Regions from separate parts of the Zea mays genome. Here all the other regions are linked to region 1. A link is a contact called in public Hi-C data. All regions are on one chromosome and are shown on one strand. Each heading gives the region's core, a stretch centred on a gene start, on an enhancer-like site or on the middle of the called end of the contact. The rest is flanking DNA. Distances are from core to core; before and after follow the strand shown. Region 1 holds the start of LOC100304031. Region 2 holds the start of LOC103632344 (kinesin-like protein KIN-4A). Region 3 holds the start of LOC103632346 (type I inositol polyphosphate 5-phosphatase 2).

The links. A called contact is a pair of places that touch in the nucleus more often than the background predicts.
Region 2: a Hi-C map of tassel shows a contact between it and region 1, with 2.0 times the contacts expected there. The contact joins the promoter of LOC103632344 here to the promoter of LOC100304031 in region 1. A contact is called at or near these places in 2 of 25 Hi-C or Micro-C datasets (bundle sheath and tassel).
Region 3: a contact with region 1 is called in a Hi-C map of tassel, with 3 times the contacts expected there. The contact joins the promoter of LOC103632346 here to the promoter of LOC100304031 in region 1. A contact is called at or near these places in 8 of 25 Hi-C or Micro-C datasets (bundle sheath, ear, endosperm and 3 more).

Annotation. Positions count from the first base shown.
Region 1 is chr7:49,598,209-49,601,129 of Zm-B73-REFERENCE-NAM-5.0, forward strand. It overlaps LOC100304031, which reads left to right and starts at 1,435. Exons shown (of 3, transcript NM_001364710.1): 1 at 1,435-1,714; 2 at 2,708-2,773. The coding sequence starts at 1,552. The coding sequence ends at 2,742.
Region 2 is chr7:49,116,235-49,119,155 of Zm-B73-REFERENCE-NAM-5.0, forward strand. It overlaps LOC103632344 (kinesin-like protein KIN-4A), which reads right to left and starts at 1,380. Exons shown (of 25, transcript XM_008654154.3): 1 at 340-1,380. The coding sequence starts at 462.
Region 3 is chr7:49,229,695-49,232,615 of Zm-B73-REFERENCE-NAM-5.0, forward strand. It overlaps LOC103632346 (type I inositol polyphosphate 5-phosphatase 2), which reads right to left and starts at 1,402. Exons shown (of 10, transcript XM_008654158.4): 1 at 982-1,402; 2 at 768-867; 3 at 599-676. The coding sequence starts at 1,014.

The DNA.
Region 1 (2,921 bases), core at 185-2,684:
GAACAGTGACATCTTCAAATTGGCCTGATGACTATTGTTGTATGAGAATTCTACATAAGGTAACCTCTTATCCCAACCTGACTTGTCCTGCAAAGCACAAGCCCTCAACATGTCTTCTAGGATCTGGTTGGTTCTCTCGGTATAACCATCTGTCTACGGGTCATAAGCTGAACTGAAATTCAAATGGGTACCCAAGGCTTCATGCAATTGTTGCCAAAAGTGAGGAGTAAACTAGGTTCCCTAGTCGGACACTATCTTCTTCGGAACACCATGTAAGCATACAATCCGAGACATGTATAACTCTACCAACATTGTAGTGCTTTAGCTAGTCTTGACTGGTACGAAATGAGCCGCCTTTGCTAAGCTATCCACTAATACCTAGATGGAGTCATAACCGGCTCGAGTGCGAGGCAAACTGACTATAAAGTCCATCCCAATGTCATCCCACTTCCATTTAGGAATCTGCAATGGCTGCAACAAATCTGCGGGCCTTTGATGCTCCGCCTTAATTCTCTGACAACTATCACATATGGCAACATACTCCGCGATCTCCCTTTTCATACCGTACTACCAGAATCTTTTCTTCAGGTCTTGGTACATTTTCTCGCTGTCAGGGTGTATGAAATAGGCCATTTCGTGGGCTTCCTTGAGAATTGTAATACCCAACTGGTGGTGATAATAAAAGTGAGAGTAATCTTCATATATGTGTTGTCCTCCCCTTATTGGAACATGTGAATAACTATATTTAAAGTGAATAATTAACTAATGACGCCTAAAATAATCTATGCATCATGTTGGAGGTTATTTGTTTGTGCATTTATAACTAATAGTAATAATATTAATGGATATATATTAGTGTCCAAATTAGGATTTAACCTAATTTGCAATTTAAAAGTTGGAAATAACATAGAAAGGGAAAGAGAAAAAAATTACTACACAATACAAAATAAATATATAAATAAATAAATTCCTTCCTTATTGGTATGTTCAATTTGTACATTTAATCTAAGTACAAGTTCACAACCAAGTTTTAATTAAAATTTGAACTCTAAAAATAAAAAGAAAAGAAAACAGAAAAGGAAAAAAAGAAAAAAATGAAAACTGCGCTTGGGCCGATTTGCGCCAGCCCACTAATGAACTCCCGCGCGGCCCTCCTTTTCTTCGCGCCAGCGCTGTGACAACCGGGGGCTACTGGTCTGCAGCCACCACTTCCTTTCATTCGCACGCGTGAGCCAACTGACAAGTGGGGCCCACTAGTAGCCACACGCGTGCGCGCACCAACCACTTTCTCTCTCTGACACGTGGGGCCCTCATGTCCCCTGTTCTCTTCCCGAGCGGACTTCGCGGTCGAGTTGTTGCGCCGCCCCAGGATTCTAGCTGCCCTTGGACCACCTCGTCCCGGCTACAAAGGTGGATCAAACTCCCGTGCTTCCTCTCCCATAACCCATCCGAGTGCCACGTTCAACCAGGTGTGGGTGTGAAGTTCGCCGGTAGCCGAGAGGAGGGATGTGTCCGTCGCACTTGAATTCCGGTGTTGCCAGCAGTCAGTGAATGGGAGGGGCCTCGACGGGTTTGTCGTCGTGCGAGAATCACGCACACCCGACTCCTCGAACGAGGAAGACTCTGGACGCCGGAGAAATTGTTTGCCGGAGCATCAAGGTCCGTCGCGGTACTCGGACTCCCGCAGGCAGTACTCGGCTCTGCGTAACCCTCGGTATGCAAACCTCCCCCGTGCTCACCATGTCCTTATCAACGTGTTGCGTATCTCAATTTGGAGCTTGCGCTCGACTGGGTCACTCGCTGGCATGATCGCCGCCATAGCGCGGTCGGTGCCGCCATGGCGACATCTGAGAGAAGGGGGAAACAGAGAGATCACGTGCTCCATAGGATCCATCACGGACGGTCATGATTAGATCATGACATACCAGTTCACTCAATTAGATCTAGAGCATTGATGCGGTAATGAATGTCTTAGATCAAGGTCGGGCCGTGGTCGTCCCTCATCCGTTGAGATCGGATCTAACGATCGGGGCGAGTTACCTATTACTTAACGCGTGGGTTTAATCCGGAGCGTCGCGTTGAGATCAAACGACGCTGGTTCCATACCGGTTCACTTTATATAACGTTTAATCCTAAGCGCTCAGTTCTGATCGGACGACCGAAATTGATCCATACCCCTTCGCTGCGCCCTAATTGTGTAAGAGCCCCTGTAGTTTCACCGATTCAACCCACAGTCCGCCTTAGCTTTAGGAGTATTACTTTTAGGTCCTGTTTTTAGTGTTTTAACCACTAATCTTTCCAGTAATTATGGACGTCGTCCCAGGGAATAAGTAAACCGAATAAATGGATACAGAAATTGATTTTTAGTACAAAATTAATTCCAGGAACTTGTTTAATCCATAGAAAATTCATTTCCACTCCTTTTTAACCCATTCTAGTTGCATTAATTTGGTATTAATATTGTTTATCACTTGCTAACTCTGTTTTAGCATGAAACCTAGATTAAAATGTATCACTTAGTTATTCGTGTACCAAACACATACAGACTTCAGAAAAATCATAACTTGATATCCGTAACTCTAAATTTAGCGATTCTCGAACCTACAATCTCATTACGATGCGTAAATTACTATTATGTATTCTATTCTCATGATTGGTGTGATGTTAATTTCTCCTATACCATGTTTGTTTGTATTGCTTCGAGTAGACGAACAAGTGACCGAGGACCCAGGTGTTCAGTAGGTGGAAATTGCTGAGCAGGAGCTCATTGAAGGCAAGTTGTGCCCTTCACCACTTTTATTTTTCCAATAATGTTCTCTATAATCATTTTGTCATGCATAGGCTTAATTTTCATGGGACCCAATAGGTCACCCTAGTTTGGTCATCTTTACACCTTGTTTACCCCTAAACTTTTGAGTAGC
Region 2 (2,921 bases), core at 130-2,629, 480 kb before region 1:
CTGTACCTGTACTCTTGTTGGCGAAACAGACTCTCAGCGGTGCAAGATAGAATAGAATACAGAGAAGAAGAAGAAGAAGAAGAAGAAGAAACACCCTGAAAATCTGCATGCAGTGTCAAAATGCCTCTGAAAATTGTACTAGAAAACATGGGGAAATAGCAGGACAGGCAGACTTCTAAAAATATTGTTTGGCAGGGGTCAATCCAGAGTCTGAATTGTGTATCCGAGATGTAAACAAGGCACACGCAGGAGGGCGGGAAACACAGGTTCAGAAACATCCGAAGATTCATGCCCGGCCCACTCCCCAGCGAAGAAGCAAAGAAGTCGCAGAATCGATACCTGCGGCTTGCCCGGCACGACGGCGACGCAGTCCTTACAGCCCTGCAGCTTCTCGTCGCCGATGAGGGGGCGCGCGTGGACCGCCACCTTGACGCAGCAATCCTCGCCGTGCTCCATGGTCATCGCGCCCACCGGACGACCATACAACTAGCAACCACTTTCTATCTCTCTCTGTCTCTCTCTCTCTCTTTTCTCAATGCAAGCAGCAACAAGAACAGGGAGGGCAATAAGACAGACAAACAGACAGGGGGAGGAAGGATAGAAAGAAGAGAAGTGAAGCAAAAGACTAAAGCAGGCAGCAGCAGATGGTGATAGCGAGTAACAGCAGCCACCACCACCACCACCGATGGATGGACGGGTCTGATGGGTTGACGGATGGATCAATCCTCCTCCTCCGCCTGCCACACCATCATGGTTCCTTTCCTTGGGTTACACTTCAATTCCCCCCCTCCCCTCCCCTGTCTCTGTTCGTTCGTGCGAGGTAGATAGAGATGGATTCAGGTGGAGATGTTGGTAGTAGCGTCAGGCGGAGTCTCGGCCGAAGCAAGGAGCGAGGAAAACTTGACCGTCACTTCTGCAACTACCACCACCGCCGCGCGCCCTGCCCTGCCCTGCCCTGCCGCCGATCCAGTCCAACCGCAACCGCGGCTAGCTGCAATTGAGTGAGCGAGCTGTGGCTACAAATGCTGCTTGCCACTCCTGCTGCTCGGATCTTGCTGCCCTGATTCCCCCTCCCCGCTGCGCTGGTGCTCTTAGTTGGGAAGGCGGGGGGTCCTTTGGGCCTGGTGTTTGGTGGTGGGTGGGAATGGAGACGGAGAGCGAGAGCGAGACGGAGGAGGACAAAGCAAGGCTAGGCTAGGTGTGGGAGATGAGTGTGTGCTGGTGAAGGATGGCCTGTGGGTGTGGGGGGTGCCCCTGCGGCCTGCCGCTCTCTTGGCTTGGAGTATTTTATTTCCTTTCCTCCTTTTTTTCCCGGCGAAGGTGAGTGAGTGAGTGGGCAGGGACGGGGAGCGAGCGAGAGAGCGAGTGATTAATCACTGCCTGCAGCTGCGGTGTTATTACCTTTCCACTGCTCGCTCGCTCGCTCGTCCGTCCGCCGCAACAAGGACGTGGCATCTTCTTGGTTGTTAGTGACCCAAGCACAATTGACCGAACTGACCTCTCTCTCTCTCGTCTTGAAAGTAAATCCTACCATCTGCTGATTTATCTTTTTCCGTACGGATCCCTATCAAGCGAGACGTAGTGCTAATTTTTTTTTATAAAAAAAATAATTATCGCGGGCAGGATTTCTATCAGGAAAACACATTTTCCCCATTTCATTCGCTGGTCGCCTTTTTCTCGCCTTATTAATCGAGAAATAATAGAAAGAGAAACCGGAACTGTTGCTCCGATTCAGTGCCTGTGAAGGCAGTCAGGAGCCAGAACATCAGAGCTGCCCACCTGCTCTCTGGTACTGGTAGTATATATATATAGTAAATGTAACGGACAATGGCAACGTGTAGTAGCTAGGGAAAACAACAGCGGGACAAGACAAGCTACGTACACGGTACGGCAGTGCACTGCATGTGGTGATGTGGAGCCAGGCATACTGTAACTGTAGCGCCACGTTGAGTTCTCATGCACTTTATACATACCGTAACGTATTTCCCATCCATAAACGTGACGCTGCCGCATCGTTGCCTAGTGGCTTCCACAAGACCACAAGAAATTAACTTGGGGGACCGAAAAGCATTGACTGGTGCCGTTGTTTCATGTAATAAGCTTTCCCCCTCGAATCGCTAACAAACGCTGTCCCCATCTCCTCCTCCTCCTCCCACCACCGCTACAAAAAAAAACGAACACGGGCCAACGACGCTATATATGACAGCACAGCACACACAGAACGTGGTCTAGAGTCAAGTCAGAACGGAGTAGTAAAGTAACAAGTACTCCTAATAAGTTGCAAGGCGCAAGAGTGTCGAGAGCATGCATGGCGACGTCGCCGTCACTCAGAGGACAGTAGATAGACGATGAAACAAACAACACTCCTAACTCCATCGATCGAAGCTGATGGGGCGTCAATTCTGCTATGCCATTAGGTTAGCAAGCAAGCAGAAACAGAGGAGGAGGAGGAGGAGGAGGAGGCGTACGCGTGAATGGCGTCTCAACAGGCCACATTCGGTTTGCGCGCGGGACGTCGCTGATGCCAACGCTCCACCTCCCCTCTAACAGCGACGTAATAATCCCGTAGTTTATGCGGGGGCAGGTGCCCCTCTCTCGCGCGCGCACACATGCACGTCACATTATCTGAGTATCATATTGTTTTGCACAAAGTGCTGGATCCCCTTTCACGTCTCGGTGGTTAGCCAGTCCCATGTGCCTTCCAGAACAATGTACTTGTTTGTTTTTTTATATATTTCACGGCTCGGTCTCTCTCTTTCTCTTTTTTTCTTATTTCATCCAAGGCTGGGCACAAGCTTGTTGGTGGGAGGTTTGGTTGTGGACTGCCAGTGCCACTGCCTAAAGTTAGCTGTACCAGAATACAGCAGCCTGCGCTGCAGCATGGGCTTGACCGACCGATCCGACCCACCTCTCTCTCGTGC
Region 3 (2,921 bases), core at 152-2,651, 370 kb before region 1:
GAAATTATGACCATCAATTGTATCCTGGCCATTCAGGATTATGTTACCTCAGATATTGTGAATATACAGAAACCACTACAATTTAAATCCTCATTTCTAAACTCTATTTATAGGGTATCAACATATCCGCATAAATCTGAGCTTTGCAGGTTCAAGATAGGGTATTATTTTGCAAATCTGTGTGTTAGTGTGTGTGCTTGGAGATTCTTCTCCCCTTGTACTCTATGTACACTCTATTCTTCTTAATGAAATGACGCTGCGTGTTTGAGAAATAATTTTGCAAACCTAAAGCTGCAAGAGAATCATTGTTATGCCACCATTAGGAACAGTATGGTATTTTTCTACAATGTTGTAGCAAGCAAAGCAAACTTTAGCTCCACAAGCACTAGTCAACTAGTTATAATGAATGCTACAATAAACTTACAATACATGCCAGAGCTGTGCTATTATGTTAAACTTGATTTCCCATTTAAATGGCCGTTTAGCCAAAATAGTCACTATATGGTAGGTGACCCACTGTTAAGCATTTAGGAAAACACTGCTTAAAACGCAGTCAAGCTATAGACATCACTGTAGGCGTTTATGGAAACAATCTTACCTGATGATTTGCTAATCATGTATTTGAGATTTCCATGTATCTCAAAGAAGTTATTATCATCTCCAGAGTTAGTACCGTCTGAGAAAAGGTGTAAAATTCTAATTTGCGTGAAATTATTGAGGATACAAGCAAAGAAATTTGTAGAGAATACCCATGCAATTCCTCATACCACTATCCTCACTGCCTGTATCAAACTCGTCTTCGCTGAAATCATTTAATTTCGGCCTGATGTTTAGCCATTTTTTCATCACCATTGAAGACCAAAATGGCTGCAATTTATACCAGGTCAGATAACTCGGCATTATCAAGAGCAGTAAAAGGGAAAAACGATCCATCATAATTCATACAAGCATATACTGAAGCTACCCATTTCTGCAGATTACCTCTGACTGTTTTCTTCTTTGATCTCTCATCATCTTCAACGCTACAAGGAAGGCTAGGAACAAAACTTCGAACCTCCCTCCATTTCAAAGAAAAGACAGGTCCATATGTTCCAACTATCTACTAGGGGGATATGTTCCAACGAGTTACTAGGGGGGAAGCAGATGCAAGATAAATACATACAGGAAAGATGCAACTAGACAAAGTGGAAGTCGGCATTAAGTTTCCAGCTAGTTCACTGTTACCACTTGTCCTTCAAATTGCAGAATAGCTTTTGCAGCAGTAAGATCCATATTGAATACTCCCACCGCTGTCCACTTGGTCATGGAGAATATGTGAAGTAGACACCAATATAACAACTGTTGCTTTCTAGCATAAGAAAACTAAGAAAAGGGTAGATATGCGAAAATTTGAGCACAATTGGTGGACAACATCCAGTGTTTGTCCTGCATGAACTTCTACCAAGTGCACATGGTCCAACAAGACATTATACCATGTGACAGGGACAAGCACAGCATCATCATACTGTTCGAAGAGATGGACAGGTCCACATATGTGTGGATCATACTGGATTTGATGGGCTCTTCAGCGTGTTCGAGAAAAGAAATACTGGATTTGATGGATCAAAACAGCCATTACTTATTAGCACAGACAGATGACGCAAAAAATTGGTGGAGACGGGCACTATCTGTGGTCCTGGTCCTGTTCACTTTACTATGGAAATAGAGAGACACTAGGCTCTTGGTTCCGAATCAAAGAACAGGAAGGCCTCTAACCATCTAGGATAGCAAGATATTTCTCAAAGTGAAACAGAGTGAGACAGCTCACATAAGAAGTGGAGGAAGAGCTACATCAGAGTGAAACATTAATGTCAACTAGTCGGTTGCTCGTGCGTTGCGACGGCTTACAACAATATCTATGTAAACTATTCAGCAAAAAAATTTCAAGTTTTTTTATTGATTGTCCCCGCTCTCCGTATAATATTTTTTTGATTTTGCTAACTGATGTTATTGTTTACTCCATCCAATATGTCTTGGTATAACACGGCCAATGAAGTGAACGATTAGAATAGAGTTCACAACGACTGATTAAACGAACAGAGATTATAAAATGACATAATTCCACCATACAGACACCAAATAAGAGAAAGTTTGTGAGCTCAAGTTTCTAAAATAAGTCCCATGAACTTAAACTTATAAAAAAGATAGATCAAAATATAGAGTGATTGCTAAAGTCAGCCATCAATAAAAACTGGATGCACTCCATATAAATTATGCTACTTTGTAGCAATTACTAACGTTTAAAACCAACAAATAACCTTTCATTTTACTGTTAGTGTGACAAATCATTGTTGCTCCATCCAATTCAGCAACCTCAAACACCATGGAGTCCATTGTGCCAATGTGGTCTCAGAAACGACATAATATTTGCAAGAGCCAAGAACGTTGTGTCGTGCTTGGGCTATAGTCTCGGCCTGTAGTGCTGGCCCGGTCCAACACGATTATATATTTTTTATTTTACAAAAAAACGTATATACATGTATACAATTTATATTCAATATTGTTAGACAGTTTCACCAGTGTCTCCCGCCCTTCTTGCATCAAGGCATGGGTTCGAACCCCACCTCCTGCATTGGTTTTTAACATTTTACGCTGATTTAATCAAATTAGCCGACGGGCTAACGAGCTAGCCCAGCATAGTCAGCAGGCCGGCATGACGTGCCTGGGCCAGAATTGTGGCTCACGGGCGTCTGGTCCGTGCCGGGCCGCCGTTTGGCCATCTATAGGCGTGCAACGGGTTAATTTGAAATAGCTGTGAGGGGTTATTTGTAAAAAGATGACGCGGGACGACCGTTGAAACTGGTGCTTTAAGTATAGTATAGATATGCCATAGAGTGGAGAAGAAGGCAGTGGGACATATAAGAAGTAAGGGTTTTGTTGGG